Linked DNA regions of Mus musculus: regions 2 and 3 are each linked to region 1. The links are chromatin contacts, called in public HiChIP or PLAC-seq maps. All regions are on one chromosome and are shown on one strand. The core of a region is the stretch at or near the end of the contact, and the rest is flanking DNA. Distances in the headings are between cores, read along the strand shown.

Region 1 (3,136 bases), core at 426-2,925:
TTCTCTCTCCAGCCCCCAGAACTACCGTGCTTTCTTTCTCACTTCACTGTGGAGATAAAGAGGCTCAGGGGTGAAGGAGGGTGAGGTGGCTCATTCAGGGTCAACCAGAAGATCACAGGCTATCCTAGACCTCCTGAGTCTGGATTCCAAAGTCTGGATTCCAAATTTTTTAACAAGTTGCTTTGTGTGTGTGTATGTGTGATGAAAGATTATAGATACAGGTATTCATCCAGTGTGTTGTGTACATGATGTGTGAAGTGAAGTGTGTGTGTGTGTGTGTGTGTGTGTGTGAGTGTAGACAGTGCATGTATGAAAGCCACTTTAAAAGGGGCCCACAAGCCGGGCACGCCTTTAATCCCAGCACTTGGGAGGCAGAGACAGGTGAATTTCTGAGTTCGAGGTCAGCCTGGTTTACAGAGTGAGTTCCAGGACAGCCAAGGCTACACAGAGAAACCCTGTCTCGAAAAACCAAAAATAAAATAAAATGATAAAACAAAATAAAAGGGGCCCACAAAGGGGCTGGAGAGATGGCTTAACAGTTAAGAGCACTGACTGTTCTTTCAGAAGTCCTGTGTTCAATTCTCAGCAACCACATGGTGGCTCACAACCATCTGTAATGGGATCTGATTCCCTCTTCTGGTGTGTCTGAAGGCAGCCACAGCGTACTCACACACATAAAATAAATATCTAAAAGGGAGAGGGCATAAGCCTCCCTCTCTCTTTGGTATCTGTGGGCTCATAGGCAGAGAGTGACTTGTAGAGATGTAGGATTCGTCGTCTCTGCCACAAGCATCCAAGTGTCTGAGCTGCTCTAGTGAACTGCCGCCCAGTGTTTTTACAAGGCACCCGCTGACTGCTGAAGGTGAGGACAGGGAAATGGGCTCTGGCCATTCCGGCAGACCCTTTTAGCTGTTGCTCATTCGGGCGCCTCTCAGCCCATCTATGGGTTTCTGGATGGTTTGCTGGAATTCTCTCTGAAATGTGCCAAGCTTCCTGCCCAGGAGAAGACATTCACTTAATTTATTTAATCTGGATGATTTAATTCTCTCATTCAGATGGAACGAAACACAAATTTTGCATTAGAGGGGGCCGAGGGAGAGAGAGGAATGGAGGTTGAAAGGCAGTGACGTCACTATGCCCGCGGCAGAATGTCTCTCCCACAGACCGCGGGCATCCCACATAACTCGGCATTTTGGAAGCCCAAAGAGTAAAGGCCTGGCCGTAGGGCCTTCCCATGCAAAAGAATTGACCGTGTCTGATTTCTGTGTTTCCACTCCGGGCTTAGACTCTCACTGCTTGTACTTCCTAAGCTCCGGGGTCCTCAGCTGCCCCCCTTCGCTCTTGCTCCTCTCCCGGCTCCCTTGAACTTGAGCTCTCTGGTTCGGCAAACATCAGCCCTGCCTCTGCATGTTTCTCACAGTTGGCCCACCCTGTGAGCCCTGCGTGTTCTCAGTTTAGCTTTTGCGTTTCTAGATGCTTTCTCACCCTGTCTCTCTTCTGCCTCTTTCCCTTCCTCCGTCTCTTTCCCGTCCCCTGTATCTTTATTGTGGTGCTTTGTGCACCAAGCTGAAATTCTTTGCACATGTGATTCTCCCCCACATACAGCCACAAGTTTTTTCTAGGCAAGAGAGTGTCTTGCTCATCTATGAATCACCAAGTCCCAGGGCGATGCTCACCACAGAGGAGGTGCTGGGCCAACAGAAGCTTGCTGAATGAATAAAAGAACCCACAAACGGGAGGACCAGGACCAGGATGAACGCCGCAGGCCTCGGGCATGCGCACAGACATGTGCCACCCTCCGCATCTCAGTCCTTCTAGGCTGTGGTCATCACACAGATATCCACCCCCACAAGAGTCAAAGGGCCACCCCTAACTCATGCTCCTGGTTCATTCGTGTTCTGCACACAGTGGCCCTGTGCTTTCAGAAGAACTTTGGGTAGCCAAGGCTGCCCTTTGAATATTGCCCAGGATGAGGGAGAAGGGTGGGACTGGAGGTGCATCCGGCATCCCAGTATGGCCTCCAAGGCAAAAGCTCTGTGGAGGGACCCAGTGGGGGCTACCCTGCCTGTGCTAGCAGGCTGGGGTGGGAGGGTGAGGGAGGAAAAGTCCCACAAGTGATAAAGATCTTGATAAAGATCAAAGCGGTGGGGACAGACGAATGCTCCTGCAGGTAACTGGCTTCTCTATATTCCACTCCTCACTGGGGAATGTTTCCAAGTACCAACATGTTAATAAGTGAATGAACATGCATGTGAATGCTATTTGACCATGGGCACATAATTCCCCTCTGTCCCGCCCATCCTTCCTTCCTTCCTTCCTTCCTTCCTTCCTTCCTTCCTTCCTTCCTCCCTCCCTCTCTTCCCTTTGACAGGGTCTCATATCCAAGGTGAACCCTGAATTATCTATGTAGTCAAAGATGAATTTGAACTTTAGATCATCCTGTCTCCATCTCCGCTCCCAGATGCTGGCACTACAGGCACCTGTCCCTATGCTTGGTTTTATGCTATCCTGAGGACGAATGGGAACCAGAGCTTTGTGATGGCTACCCAAGCTTTCTACCAAGGGAGCCACACCTCCAGCCTGACCCTACCCCTCCTTCCATCTCTCTTTTCTTTCCATGCACGGACTCATGCATGCTAGGCAAGAACTGCACCTCTGAGCTGATATCCCCAGTTTCCCAGGTATTTCTTTAAAACAATTTATGTATTTTTATTTTACGCATGTGAGCGCTTTGCTTACGTGTATGTATATGCTCCGTGTGTGTGCCTGGTGTCTGTGGAGACCAGAAGACAGTGTCAGATCCCGTGGAACTGGAGTTACAGATGGTTGTGAGCTGCCACGTGGGTGCTGGGAACTGAGCCCAGCTCTTCTAGGAGAGTAGCGAGTGCCCTTAACCACTGGACCATCTCCCTAGCTCCTTCCTCCTCCCCTTATAAGGAGGAGTGGATTGGCCTAGTTATCTCCAGGGTCTCTGGTTCTTCTAGGCCCTTTCCCCCTTTGCCTTACTAGTGACCCTGACCCTGCACAAATATAACTTATCACTTGCTTACAATAAGTATGACTATGGCCTCAACACTGTCATTAGCTGAGCTGTCAGTATAGAAAACCCAGTACTCTAAATGAAGTTGAAAAGTTC
Region 2 (3,136 bases), core at 469-2,968, 350 kb after region 1:
AGAATACATACGGACCTAAGGCCAGGGAGAAAGGAACCCCAGTCAAGAACTGCCATCATGTCTCTTGGTTGTCAAGAACATAGAACTGCCCACTTCTACACGTCCTGTTCTATCTGATGAACCCTCTTGCCTATTCCAAGTGTAGTCTGCAGAGAGAGCGAATTCTCTACACAAGGCAGAAACTGAGGGCTGAGAGGGGTAAAGAAACTGTCCATGGTCCTACAGAAAGTGGCAGAACCCAGCTGCCACAGATCGCCATCTCCTCCACCCCTAGCCTGAAACATAATGGCAGGGTTCTTCCCACTATGTAGTATAGACTCTATAGCAACTAAAACAAGAACAGCCAGCCAGGCAGTGGTGGTGGTGGTGGCGGCGGTGAATGCCTTTAATACCAGCACTTGGGAGACAGAGGCAGATGTATGTGTGTGTTTGAGCCATCCTGGTCTACAGAGAAACCCTGTCTAGAAACAAAACAATGCAAAACAAATAGGCCCACTATCCCATAGCTGTTCACACCTGCCTCCCCTACTAGACTGACAGTCTGATCCTTTCGGACCCTGCCTCCAAGCTACCTCACCTCTAGGCTACCAGTAGCCGGTATAAGCATCTGCATTTGAAGGCACAAATTCTGCACTAGTATTAATCACATTTCATAAAACCTGATGGGTAGACCAGATATTCTCCAAGGCCTCTTTTGTTTTACAAGTCTGACACCAATAAAGTAATGGTTTAAAAGATTCTGAGAATCAGATAACTCTGGGTTACCGATCCCTTCCATACACTGTGGCATGATTTTGGGAGAGTCCATTTTCCATCTCTGGACCTCCCTTTTCACAGTCTACAAGGGAGGTCGGTGTGGTCTCTATGGGTCTGACACGTCTGTGGTCTGTAATGATTGCCACAAAACTGCTGCAAACCTAGTACCTCAGTTTTCCCGGGCTTCAAGTTCAGGAGTACCATACATGCCCACCACATACATCAGGAACCTTCAGCTCCTTCCCATAGCTAAATCTCGTCTAGAGTCCCCGTGCTCACCTTTAGCCAGTCCCCGTAGTGGACATAGCCCCCGATGTAAGCGGTGTAGGTGCTGATGGCTAGCTGCAGCGCGGCGCCCAACGCAAACCAACGCCGCTTCACTCCGAAGGACATGAAGCTAGCACACAACACAGCTGCCCCCATGTCGAAATATAGATAAGGCACTGGGATGTCGGGCTTCCTGTGGATCGAGTGTAGGGAACAAGGAGGACAGAATGAATAGAGAGTAAGTATCTGGGGACCTCTGTAAGTTCCTGCAATCGCCACTGCCCCCCAAAAACCCGAGATCCTTCTCACTGCCGGAGCCGCCGCCACATCAGTAATGGCCGTACAATCGAAAGAGAGCATCTTCCAACCTGTTTGAGTACCAATTCCTCCCAGTCTAAGTATCCCGACTTCTGGGCCCCAACATCACCGCACCCCAGTTCCTGGGACAGGTCGGACCGCCCCCCACCGCATTCGACGACTTCGTGGGCGCGCTCACCGGCGCGCCTCGGCCCTTTCAGCGTACAACATAAGTTGGCTGAAGCAGCCCCAAAAGGGGCAGCGCGTGAGCAGCACGGAACCCAGCTGCATGATCAGCTGCAGCATCCAGCGTCTCGATCCAATCTTCGAAGCCATCTTGGGAAAGGGCAGTCCGCTACGGCCTCAGCCGGGTCCGGGAGACCAGCAGCGGGGAATGATACAGGCAACTTCCGGTCCCTGACTGTTTTTCTTTTCGTCGGGAAACAAAGCTCTTGCTCCCTAGTTCCGGGTGGGAAAAATGTGTTCTAGAAGGAGGAGTCAGCCTTTCTGAACGCTCCCCATGAAGAGAACTCAGAGCTTCAATTTGCCCTTTCTTTCCCTTTAAAAAGAAAAGATTTGTTTAGGGGCTGGTGAGATGTTTCAGCGGTTAAGGACACTGCTGCTCTTCCAGAGCTCCTGAGTTCAATTCCCAGCAACCACAAGGTGGTTTACAACCGTCTTTAAAGGGATCTGATGCCCTCTTCTGGCATACCGGTGTACGTGAAAACAGAACACTCATACATTAAAAACAAAATATAGACCACTTGTTTATTTTTTTAAGAATTTTTATTTATTTTATTTATGAGTGTACTGTCGCTGTCTTCTGACACACCATCAGGGCATCAGATCTCATTACAGTTGGTTGTATACCATCATGTGGTTGCTGAGAATTCAACTCAGGACCTCTGGAAGTCAGTGCTCTTAAGTGCTGAGCCATCTCTCCAGCTCTGATTTGTTTATTTATGTATATGAATATTCTATTTACATGTATGCCTGCATGACAGAAAGGGGCATCAGATCCTATCATAGATGGTTGTGAGCCACTAAGGTTGCTGGGGACTGAAGTCAGGATCTCTGAAACAAAAGCCGGTGTTCTTTGTACTCTCAAAATGGGACAGGAGCAAGGAGCATGGGGTTGAAACATCAGAAATCCTGGAACACAGCTTGATGTATGGAAGCAACCGACTCTGGACATAACCAGACCTGGACTCCAAGCTGAAAACCGATCCTGTGTCATCTAAATGGAGACTCAAGTGTGAGATGGGGATAATGGCTTTCCACCTCATCACTGCTGGGAGACTTAAATGTAGCAAAGGTGGTTTGGCAGATAATAAGGGTCCCATAAAAGGGTGTGATACAGACCCCAGAGAGAATTCTCTGTCTTTGCTGTCTTTGGCCGAACTTTTAAAGTAAGGAGTCCTCTTGTCTCTAAGTCACCTCTCTTTTGGTCTTGCTGCTTTTGTCTCCTAAGAAAAGAGGAGAGACCTACGTATCCATACAACACAGATGGGAGTTGCTCCCAAGAACCTTTCTAAACATGTCCACCTCCCCCATATCCTTTCTTTCCCTAACTCTGGTGGGTGGTTGGCTAAAAGGGAGGTTAAAGCATTTAAGAACCATCATTAAATATTAAACCTACAGCTCTGCCTGCCTGTGCCTCCTGAGTGCTAGAATTAAAGTCACCATGCTCATCTCACATTCCTCCTCCTCCTCCTCCTCCTCCTCCTCCTCCTCCTCTTTCTTTAAACAAAGACTAAGTATATCAAAGAACTGGGAAATAGGACTGTGTAGATACAAATTGGGCATGGATAATAGA
Region 3 (3,136 bases), core at 446-2,945, 290 kb after region 1:
CATACACCTTCCCTCAGAGCAGGATTTACTGAGGAGAGGGTGAAGTTCAGCGTGGACAAGTAGAGAAGTATGCACACACAATGGCTCGTGGTGGCCATTGCTCGCTCTGTGCCCAGAGCTACAGTGCTGAGTTGCATGGTCAGCCATGGCAGAATTCATAGGGTCCCTCCATGCTAGTTAGCTGGTCTGGGATGGGGGGTGGGGGTGGGCATGCCATGTTTTACAAGGTCTAGACAAGCAGCAGAATGGAACAGGTAGAGGAAGATGGCCAGCTCACCCTGAGGTTCACAGCCTGACCCCCAGTGTGTAAGTGGACCACTTAAGAAGCAAAGATTCCTCTCTCCACAGGGCTTATCAGCTCCCTCCCAGAGGCTCCACTTAGCTGGGATGGGCAGAGCAAGAGAGGGCAATCCCTCTGCTCCCCTAGTTCTAGATACAGAGCAGACATACTAGGCCCCCACAGCAACCCTGAAGGAAGAGCCCCCATAGCTCAGCAGAATGCTATGGCGTCTCTCCAGCGCTGGCCTCTGCTGACCCTAGAAATAGCCCCCTGGAAAGGCACTGCCCCCTCACGATCCCAGAGACAACTCTTCCCCAGGATCTGTGTGTGATCTTGGAACAACAACAACAACAAAAATTACCTGACCCCAGGAGCCTCCCACCTCGGCCTCCCATTTGGAAGACACTGTGCCCTAGTCAAGACAGTCTGTTGGCCATGTGCTTCCACCCCCACACTCTCTTTGTTCCCAATTCCTGGGCCGTGACACAGGAGCAGGAGAAAGCCTCGCCGGGGTGGGGCCTTAGTGGGACAGGGTCAGGGATCCCTAGAAATATAAACGGACTCTGACGTCCTGGCCAGAGACCTTTTGCTTTGCCGCTCTGCACCTGCCCAGTACGATGGTAATGTCTAGAGGCTAAGTGTGGGACGAACCCCTATCACCTGTGCTCTTCAGGAACTTGGGGATGGAGACTGGCACCAAGGGCCCCTCCACGTGCCCACTGAGGGCATGAAAAAGTGAAGCCATTCTATTGGTCAGGACAGCTGCCATAGAGAGCTTCCTGTTCCTGCTTGAGGTGGTGCAGATGAGGAGAAGAGGCTAAGAGAGATTTCAGGGGCTCAAGGGTTCAAAGGAAGTAGCCTATCTGGGGTATCACAGTCTGTGATGTGGAGGGGGCGGGGTTCTGTGCGTGAATGGAGATGGAGGAATCGCTGGACTGGCTCTTCAGTGTGCAACTATGTTATTCATTTAAAGAGTTCCTAAGAGCCAGATATGGATCCAAGTGGTAGCGAGTACCACACCAAACAGAAAGTCTGCAAAGAGCCCACCTGTGATGTGGTGGCAGGAGGTAGGGCTGGGAAGAGACTCAGACAATAGTTCCAAACATTTAGTATAGAATACAGCAAGAAGTGGGCACGGCAGGGGCAGAGATATGGTAGTGCATGTCTAGGCGTGCCCTAATCTCCCTGGGAACCAGGGAGTTCCTTGAGGTGCTCTAGCACCAATGTGTACTGAGGCAGCTACAGCTCCTGGTCTTAGCTCTGACACACACACACACACACACACACACACACACACACACACACACACTCCAGGCTTTCTCAGTAGACTCAGGGCGGGCACAGCTAGGTCCCACCCTCAGCCCATCGCCCTTCTCGGGGTCACCTGACCATGCTGTCTGTCCCGCCCTCCCCCTCCCCCCACCAGACCGTGGCTCTGCCCTGCGCGTGCGCACTGGCTCTGGGTTGCCTAGCGGCGCTCCTGGTGCCACCCAGTGGCGCCCTGGAGGACGAGGTCCACCTGCAGCCGATTCCCGAGCCCAGGTCGGTCAGTTGGTTTTCAAGTTTCGGCCAGATCAACAAGTACTTGGAGAAGCTCTTCAGCAACAGGTGGGGTTGATGGAGGAATGAGGAGGAGGGGAGGTAATCTGGCACCCCTGCTTATGTCTCGGCCCCACGATCTCTGCAATGACGTGTCCCCTAGTTCGAAGAAATTCAAAAACCTCATGAAACCCTCCAACACCACCAAATCTGCCCCATCGAACACCACAGAACGTCCTTACTTGGATGCCACGAACCCCCTACGGAAAAGCATCAGCAAACCCCCAACACAGGAACCCCGCGGACGCCTGTCACTAGCCTCCTCCCCAGGCTCCAGGTAGGCAAGGCTGGTGCAGCCAGCAGAGGCCTCCACCCATATCCTTGGGCAAGTGGGAAGAAGTGAGAAGGGAAAGCCCTGGCCACTTGTAAGGGGTACACCAGGGCCAGGGATGTTCCTCTTCAGGCTGGACCTAGACTCCCAGAGGCCTAGCCTGGATCTGGCTACCCACAGACTCCTTTAGACGATGAGCTGTGCCTCTGTTCCTCCCTACCCATGCAGCCTGAACAATAGACAGCAATAATGGAACTGACAAGATGGCTCAGTGGTAAGGGCACTTGCCACTAAGCCTGCCGGCCAGATTTCCACCCCCAATCTCATAAGACAGAAGAAAGGACACGTGTACCGTGACTTGCGTGTGCACACATGTAATGCAAACACACAATGACAATAAAGGAATGGATAAATACATTTTTAACAAGAATCTCTATTGTTTCTGTGACTTCTGTGGGCACTGGCAGGAAGGGCCTGTCCTCCAGTGAGGAGGGAACCTTGTCATTCCTCTTGTAGGGCAAATAGATCTCAGCCTAGGTTTTTCCCTGCATCTCTCTGCAACCTACTCACCCACTTTCCACCACCTCACCCTGCATCTACTGCTTCCAAGGTGACCAGATGTGACTTGGAGAAAGAAGATGAAAGAGTTGGTCCTAGAAACTTCAAAATCGGGGCTTCAGCCAGACCTGCTCCCTGCCAAAGTTCATGGAAGAGCAGATCCGGCTGGAATCACAGTCTAGCCTGTGAAAGTGGCAGAAAATCAAACACAGGGGAGTAGAGCGGGGGTGGGGTGGGGTCATTCCTCCTACCTCAGGTTCACAGATCCCAGGAAGTGGGGAGACCTGATGGAGTCTGTTCCTGAAGTCCGGTCATCAAGGACACAGCACACACACCTTCCTATCACCCAGCCATCAAACCCAGGTGTGTGTGGAACAGGTTCCTAGTTCCTGCCTCTATGGGTGTTGAACTTTCCCCATTGGAACCCA

What was found. HiChIP or PLAC-seq counts read pairs in DNA pulled down with a chosen protein or histone mark.
Region 2: a FOXA1 HiChIP or PLAC-seq map of pancreatic cancer cells shows a contact between it and region 1. The contact joins the promoter of Tmem101 here to the enhancer-like site in region 1. A contact is called at or near these places in 2 of 39 promoter capture datasets (embryonic stem cells and hippocampal neurons), 2 of 484 Hi-C or Micro-C datasets (both in embryonic stem cells), 3 of 115 datasets of contacts at active chromatin or transcription factors (embryonic forebrain, embryonic midbrain and pancreatic cancer cells) and 1 of 9 other capture datasets (embryonic stem cells).
Region 3: an HNF4G HiChIP or PLAC-seq map of pancreatic cancer cells shows a contact between it and region 1. The contact joins two enhancer-like sites. A contact is called at or near these places in 4 of 39 promoter capture datasets (3T3-L1-derived adipocytes, liver and maxillary cranial neural crest), 2 of 484 Hi-C or Micro-C datasets (bone marrow-derived macrophages and cortical neurons), 2 of 115 datasets of contacts at active chromatin or transcription factors (embryonic limb bud and pancreatic cancer cells) and 3 of 9 other capture datasets (adipose tissue, liver and macrophages).

The regions. Positions count from the first base shown.
Region 1 is chr11:101,805,811-101,808,946 of GRCm38.p6, forward strand. No RefSeq gene overlaps it. Among named protein-coding and RNA genes, the nearest start is that of Gm39392, 22 kb to the left of the region's middle. Within about 2 kb of position 1,676, at least 49 of the 459 cell types and tissues checked have an H3K27ac peak or open chromatin away from gene starts, as enhancers often do. A contact at or near this core is called in pancreatic cancer cells, where this site is marked.
Region 2 is chr11:102,154,689-102,157,824 of GRCm38.p6, forward strand. It overlaps Tmem101 (transmembrane protein 101), which reads right to left and starts at 1,719. Exons shown (of 4, transcript NM_029649.2): 1 at 1,520-1,719; 2 at 1,036-1,216; 3 at 1-15. The coding sequence starts at 1,656.
Region 3 is chr11:102,095,481-102,098,616 of GRCm38.p6, forward strand. No RefSeq gene overlaps it. Among named protein-coding and RNA genes, the nearest start is that of Ppy, 4.3 kb to the right of the region's middle. Within about 2 kb of position 1,696, at least 134 of the 459 cell types and tissues checked have an H3K27ac peak or open chromatin away from gene starts, as enhancers often do. A contact at or near this core is called in pancreatic cancer cells, where this site is marked.